2 separate regions of the Sus scrofa genome follow, and region 1 is linked to region 2. The links are chromatin contacts, called in public Hi-C maps. All regions are on one chromosome and are shown on one strand. Each heading gives the region's core, a stretch centred on a gene start, on an enhancer-like site or on the middle of the called end of the contact. The rest is flanking DNA. Distances are from core to core; before and after follow the strand shown.

What was found. Hi-C and Micro-C count contacts between places; a contact is called where the count stands out from the background.
Region 1: a Hi-C map of skeletal muscle shows a contact between it and region 2, with 4 times the contacts expected there. The contact joins the enhancer-like site here to the promoter of FRY in region 2. A contact is called at or near these places in 1 of 5 promoter capture datasets (liver), 7 of 47 Hi-C or Micro-C datasets (blood, embryonic fibroblasts, epiblast stem cells and 3 more) and 1 of 2 datasets of contacts at active chromatin or transcription factors (skeletal muscle).

Annotation. Positions count from the first base shown.
Region 1 is chr11:8,597,899-8,601,978 of Sscrofa11.1, reverse strand. All of the region lies in intron 3 of FRY (protein furry homolog), which reads right to left. Among named protein-coding and RNA genes, the nearest start is that of FRY, 81 kb to the right of the region's middle. Within about 2 kb of position 1,503, at least 8 of the 83 cell types and tissues checked have an H3K27ac peak or open chromatin away from gene starts, as enhancers often do. A contact at or near this core is called in skeletal muscle, where this site is marked.
Region 2 is chr11:8,517,244-8,520,818 of Sscrofa11.1, reverse strand. FRY (protein furry homolog) reads right to left here and starts at 2,305. Exons shown (of 65, transcript XM_021065177.1): 1 at 1,903-2,305. The coding sequence starts at 1,972.

The DNA.
Region 1 (4,080 bases), core at 254-2,753, 82 kb before region 2:
AACGGCATTTGCAGCAATATGGATGCACCTAGAGATTATTATGCTAAGTGAAGTAAATCAAAGACAAACATCCTAGAATATCACTTATATGAGGAATCTTTAAAAAGGATACAAATGAACTTATCTGTAGAACACAAACAGACTCCCAGACTTTGAAAACAAATTTAGGATTACCCAAGAGAATAGGTTGGGGGAGGGATTGATGGGGGGTTCCGGATGGGCATATGTACACCGTGGTATATGAAATGATTAGCCAACGGGGACTTGCTGTATAGCACAGGGAACTATACCCAATATTCTGTGATATTTATATGAGAAAAGAATCTGAAAAAGAATGACCGTGCATATAGGTACAACTGAATCACTTTTTTTGAATGGCAAAAAACATTCCATGTTAAATTCAATAACACGTTAAAAAGAAAAAAATCACACTTAAAAATATTCAATAGTATGAAAATGTTCATGATACGTTAAGTGAAAAAAAGTGAAAAAATCATTTAATTATGAACCCAATTTGATAGACACCCTATGTAATGAATATATAGAAAATAAGACCAACATACAAGGAGGAAATACCCCAACATGCAAGAGTGCATATTAAAACCGAGAGTTCTCAGGGCAGAGATCATAAGAGGGAGAGGGTGGATGGGAATTTAAGAGAAATGAAGGTAGGATTTTGCCTGGGCTTTTTTAGGAAAGGGTAGAAAATTTCATATGAGGATCAAGAAAGAAACCAAGCAGGGAGCCTAAGCAGGAAATCCTACAGTCATGAAGACACAAAATAACTGTTTGTTGATAATGATCATATGATTAATTTAACAGAGATTTTGAGGGAAATGAAAGAAGAAATATCTGATGGGTGTAGGGACTTTGGTAGACCAGAGCAGAGGGAAATAATGCTGAAAATTTTAAGTTGGAACTACATCATAAAAAGTACTTAATTCCAGTCTGAAAAATGTCAGTTTTCTTCTCTAGAAAATAAGACCCCACTAAAGATTTCTGCACAGGAAACTCAGCCCGTAAAAACGGCAATTAGGGAAGTTTAATCTAGCAGTGATGCGGAAGCTGGACCAAAGGAGTCTGCTATCAGAGACGGTTAAGAAACCACACACACACACACACAGATGCATGAATCGAATGAGGTTAGTACCACAGTTCCAGATGTGAAGTGAACAGGGCCTGAGCTGGGGAGGTGGCAGAAGAAATGGAAAACCTTAGTTAACTTAAAAGGTTTCTGCAGTTAAGCAGGCTCAGCTTAACTTCCTTTTATAGAAAGGGAACTTAGGAAAGCTCAAGGGCTTCATGTCAACAGGACTTTCCACTGTCACCTTTCAAACAGGCTCTGAGCCTGAACAAAGCGATGCTGGCTTTCTTCCTCAGGTTCTGTTTCTTTCTTTCTTTTTTCTTTTTTGGCCACCCTGCAGAGTTCCCAGGCCAGGGATCAGATCCAAGCTGTAACCTAAGCCACAGCTGCAGCAACCCTGGATCCCCAACCCACTGCGCCAGGCCGGCAACGACCCTGTGTCCCCGGCACTCCCAAGTCACTGCCGATCCCGCTGCGCCACAGTGGGAACCCCTCAGGTTCTATTTCTTAGGAGTTTATTTCACGCTCTCATAATTACGGTCATATGTACCTAATACAAAATTGTACATTATCTTTAGTTATGTGTTACTATAAGTTGAAAAATAAACAGGCGATTGCATTCACCTTACCCTGTAAGCCTAGTAGCCACTGTTACAGGTTTTGTAATTTAAAAATGCCTTTTTTTTTTTTTTTTTAAAGAGCCCTTTCCTCCTTGCTGTAACATCCACAGCCACAACAAATCTTCCTGCCCCTCCTGGGGATATAATAGCAGGAAATTTTTGGAGACAAGCCAATGATGGTGTGTCAAGGGGGGAATTTACTAGATCGCTCTAAGGTTACCCCTGCACCAGAAAGGCTATTTCCTCAAGTCACCATCATCTAAAATAGTTCGAACTGGGAAATGAAGGGGGTTCCTCCCACAGGGGAAAAGGGATCAGAGTTCAGAGCCCTTGACCATGGGTTAATTCTCTCTCGATTATTGAATATGTAATAAAATTCCAAAGCATCTATTATATTTCAATAATTTAAAAATGCCTGAAGAATTCTGGAGGAGACTTGGGGAGACACCACGACTGAAATGTAATGTGGCATCCTAGATGGTATCCTGGCACAGGAGACAGGTGTTGGGGAAAAACAAACGAAATACAAAGAGAGACTAGAGTTTAGTTCGTAATAATGTAGCGATGCTGGTTCCTCAGTTATAACAAAGGTACCATGGCACTGTAAGATGTTAACAGGCAACGCTGGGGCTGGGTATAGGACAACCATCTGGAGGCTCATCGGGTTAAGGATTTGGCGTTGTCACTGCGGTGGCTCAGGTTGCTGCCGCGGCTCGAGTTCAATCCCTGGCCCTGGAACTTCTGTGTGCCTTAGGAGCAGCCAAATTAAATTAAAGTAAAAGTTTGTTTCAAAAACACCTGTGTGGGATATTTACAAGCTCCTTCGTTTACAACAGACCCATGAGGGTGATATAAACCTGTGCCCGATTCTTAAACCTCTCCAGGTAGAGCGTCCAGCAGCTTCACTTAGGGGTGACCCACGTTCTCCAAGGAGAACATCAATAGCGTTCTTCAAACCTCAGCTGTCATAACTGTTTCTACCCATTAAAAAGTCATCCTGAAGCCATTCTTGGTATTCTATCTATTGGGCATACTTTCCATGGAAACACACGGAGACCATCTTAGGAGAGATGAAAGGTCAGCACGGGGGTGGATGTGTGTGTTTTTTCCATCGCTCTGTCACTGCCCTTTCGAGTCCAGGCTTTCAGGAAGGAAGGGTGGAATTTGCAAAGACCTGGCCCTCAAAGTGCAGGAAGGGAGGAAGGTCTAGCTGGCTCCTTGGTTACTCAACTCCCTTCATTTTACGGGAAGCCGAGCCAATGGGGAGATGAATTCGAGCTCTGTGCTGCTGTTGGAAGGGGCAGGCCCATCGACAAAGATGTTCTTGTTGCATTTAAATGATCATATTCTTCCATCATAGATGAGCTAGGTACTGTCAGCGTGAGGAGATGAAGCGCACAGCATCACAGAGCTATTTCATGCTGCTGTTTTCTTTGTGGGGGGAGCTGAGGAGGGGGCTACCAAATGTACTTTGCAAATGTTTTTTTAACGTTTGCTTTGGCATTTTATATATAAATAGGCTAAAAGAGACTGTGCATTATGCGGTAGCTAAGTCATTAATTTTTCATAAGCATTTTATTATACTTGCTGAATGCAAAGAAGGAAACTTCATATATAAATATTTGAATAATTACTCAGTGGAATCACTGCACATTTTACAGTAATAAGGCTGACTTGTCATGAGTGGTGCCTTTAATGAATAATTTTAAAGTAACTTCACTGATGGTTTAATTTCTCAAACTTGTTCAGGTAGCCAAGCACCTGGGGGCCAGGGTACTTTCTATGTCATACTGCGAAATACAAATCTATTAAAGCAGTTCAAATGCAACTTGTTTTTACTTGAACACGTTTCATGCTATCGATAGATTATAGTATTTGATGAGTGATGATAGACAGCAATGCTTAAGGATGATTATAAAAAATTATAAAAATCTGTATGTTAAATATATTTTTTTTGCAAATCAGGAAAAGATCTTCATTTTTAAACATCTTGGGCTAATCCGTGGAATTCACTGTTCCCCTGGAGAATAATTTAAGAAACACTGACTAACATGAATGCGAATCTAATGCCAGCTCATTTGTTTTTACTCTTATTTGCTTATAATTTTCATGGATATATTTTAAATTTTCATTGAACTGTAGCATAAGACTCCATGTTGAAGCACTAGAATTTCATCTGTCTCCTTTGCAGGAAAATTATGACTACCCAAGACGGTAAAAAGCCAATTTAGTCCTATTATAGATTTATAATAGATTTATTTTACCATGTGTTTCTTGTATAGATGGCATTTTTAATATACGAAGTAACTAAGGTGTCACAAAAGCACATATGCAGATAATATGTCGAAGAAAACCCCCAAAGAAGTTACATTAGAA
Region 2 (3,575 bases), core at 1,056-3,555:
TCTTTGAAGAAAGGACTGAAAAACATTTGGACCCCAAAGAACTCTAGAGAATCACCAAGTTCACTCTCCTGCCATAAAGAAATTAAGACAGAAAACAGGTACTGTGTCTTCGGCACCTCTGGAGCTCCACAGCCTGGCACACAGGAGCTGTGGAATAAATATTTGCTGAGTGAACTGAAAGAATTCAAAACTGTGTCCCAGATACCGTCAAAGTAGAAAGGAACAGTCATTCTGAACCATCTCCTGATGTGAGTGTGGGGGGAGCGGAGAGAGTTTAGGCAGGGCGGAGAAAAAATGTGCTTTGGCTAAAGTAATCTGAAAACAGGCAAGGGGAGAAAGATTTTAAAAGAAATCCCCCTGGCCCCAGCATTGTCACAACATAATTTTCTGTCTAACGAGGCAATGACATTGATGGAGGAAAAGAATCTGGCCTTAACGCAGTCAACGTAATGATTGAAAACCACACACCGATGTCAAACTCAGAATGAGTCTTTCCAGATATTGGAAAACTGCTCCATAAAGAATCCTGTACATCCGATTCTTTTCATGAATCAGAGGGTGGAGAGACAAAGGAAGACTCATCCTGGAGGGCGAAGTATTAGACAAATAATGCATCTAAGATAAATGAATTATGGCTCCAACAAAGGAATGCTGTTGGGGTGACGGTGTCATTCCCAGATGGCTTCCCACTTGCAGAAACACAGCCTCAGACAAGCCCCCGAGTGTACACCGGGCTACAAAGTGACCTGGAAAAGATGGTTTCTATGGCTATCATTGAGAGATGCATATCCCCGAATACCTTCAGGCTGAAGGTACTTTGGCTCCATTCTCAAAGCAATTACGGCACAGGTTCTCCTGCCCAGGTTTTGTTTACATACGAACACTCTTGGCCGTGGGTCATTTGTGTAGGAGATAATTAAAATCACCAGCTCTTTGAGCACAGGTAGGTTAATTAGTATGCACAGGATACAACACAGTTTTTTTTTCCAGGAAAATGTTTTAAAATTTCAAACAATTAAGGATGTATAATACCTGCCCGCTGGTCTTTTATCTAAAGCAAGTACAAAAGATGATGGGTGAAATAGAGCAGACTTTGTTTTTCGACTATTCAGAAAATACAAGGCAGCAGTTGAGCACCTGAAGGCCTCATTGTAATTCTGATGCCTCGGAGGTTGTCTTTTTGAGAGACCTTACTGCTAAAATGTTAAGTAGGTCTGAAATGGAACTTCTGAAGTCATAACCTTCTGATATCCCAATAAATGATTTTATGGTCAACACCTCACTTGTTTATGTTTCAGAAAAGCACATTATTTGGACAATAACACACATCGGGATTTTTTTTAGAAATTCAAATATTATGATGGCATCCTCAGCATCATCCACATGGACAAGGGAGAGAGCAAATCAATCAGCAAATGCCTGTATTTTCAAAAAAAGATGAGTCAGGTTTTGGACTCTTAAATACTTTTTTTTCTTTAGACAATACCCTAATATAACAATTACGAAGTGCTGTGAAACCCTGCCACACCCCTCTGATTAAAGCACACTTCACAAAATACTTCCATAAAATCTGCACATATTAAATAAACACCAAGGCAGGAAATGCAGCCTGGAATGCCCCATCCTGCACTGGCCAGCGTCTGAAGGGCCATCTGACTCGAACATTTAATCAGACCAAATTTACTGTAATTCCACTGCAGCCTTTGCACTTCAGGAAAGCCAGTTCAGTCTCTGACATTTTGATTTTCACAGCAGATGGAAGCAGGCAAGGAAAAAAAAAAAAAAAAAAAAAAACCAACTTCCTCGGCTCCCAAGCATATGCGTCCAGTTGAGATTTTTATGTCTCGAACCTTATGCAACATCCAGCAAACAAACAAACAAAGGTTATTTTCTATTACTCACTATTACTCCAGGATTTCAGTAAATATTTGATACTGATCTCAAAGAAGCCGGAATCCTGCTGGCTGGCCATGTCGGCGGCATACAAAGAGGCGGCTCAGACTGGACTGGGAGCCGCTGGAGGAGCAGGTACCGGGCGTGGGGATGTGCCTGTCACAGGTTAGTGATGTAAGCGGGGTCAGCAGCGAGAGGAAGGCTCTGCAGATCTACCTCCGGCGCCGGCAGGGAGTCCTCATTTAAAGGACGCGGAGGAGCAGCAGAGAGATGCTCGGCCGCTCCTCCTCCTCCGGGTCCAGGACGGGCTTCTTATTTGCTGGGTGCCGATCGGAGCCCTGAGAGGCGGCCGCCGCCGCTGCTTTCATTTCTGGGCTGCCAGGACCTGCAACGCCCGCTGCCGGCCACGCACAGGCTCGGCGCCGGCAGGTGGGGACCGAGGAAGTCCCCACCTGCACCGGGATCCGTCCTCCCCGGGAGGGAGAAGGTTTCGCGGAGGCCTCCGGCCGCTCGGGCCGCCGCAGGGCTGAGGGCTGGGCTGGGCGCGCCTCCCCGCGCCCCGCAGTCTCAACCTGGGCCACCCTCGGCCCCTGCCTCGGGAGGAACTGCGGGGGGAATGGCCCAGCTCCCGCCGATCTGCAGAAACGCTCCTGGAGAGCCGGCCGTGCCGCACGGGCTGCGCTCCCCCCGCGGCTGCCCCTGGAATCCACACAACTGTGTCGCTGCAGTAAGGCGAGTGGCACCCTGGGTCTGGTTGCAGCGACGTTTTTGAAAAGCCCCATCGTCAGCCCCGTTGCAGTAGGAAAGCTTGCTAATAACACCAGGATATTGGCCTGGGCTTTTTCCTTTCCCATCACGGCGGAAGCTTCTTCCTCCCAGAAATGCTGTCATTTTTGAGGGGCACCCCCACCCTGGCGCGAGCACCCCAAGGGGACCGTACACTGTGCTTAGGCTTGTTTACCCAAGGCCAGGCTCCACAATGGATCTGCAAACCTGTCTTTTCTAAGAATCACAGAGCCCAATAAAGCTAATTCTTATTTGTATTAAAAAGCTAAGCAAAAGCATCATATTCCTTGCTGCACAAGGGGCTTTTGATTTCATGAAATCTTGATAGCAGGTGTCCTGATTTCAGTTAGCTTTGTTCCATGTTATTAGTTCGCTTGACCAGAGATTAAATAGGCCTAATTTTGACATGCTGCATTTGAGGAGGTGGGATTTAGCTAACCACTGCCGAGAACCATGAATCCTTCCCTTCCCCAGCACACTTATGATTAACATTTTCCAACGGGATTAATCAATTCCATTAATAATTTACAAAAAGTTTCACGCGCCCCTCCCCCACTCCAACATCTACACACAAACAGGACCTGCCAGACTAACATTTGAGAAATGGCAGGGAAAGTATGACACACTTTTTTTAAGATTAAATAAAAAAAAAAAATTCAACACCAAAGAATTTTTAGGACTATGCCCCGAAATGCCCCAAGACACTATCAGTGCAATGAGCCTTCCCAACTCTTTACACAAAAGGCGAGCACCCCACCACCGAGATTTCCAGCTCCACTCATAGCACCCTCTTCTCATCAAGTCTCCTCAGATTGACTTCTTTTTTACTTACATGCACACTAGAGCTGATGAGCTAATTTTGTTTTATCACGTGTACACTTGAATATAGGATTCCA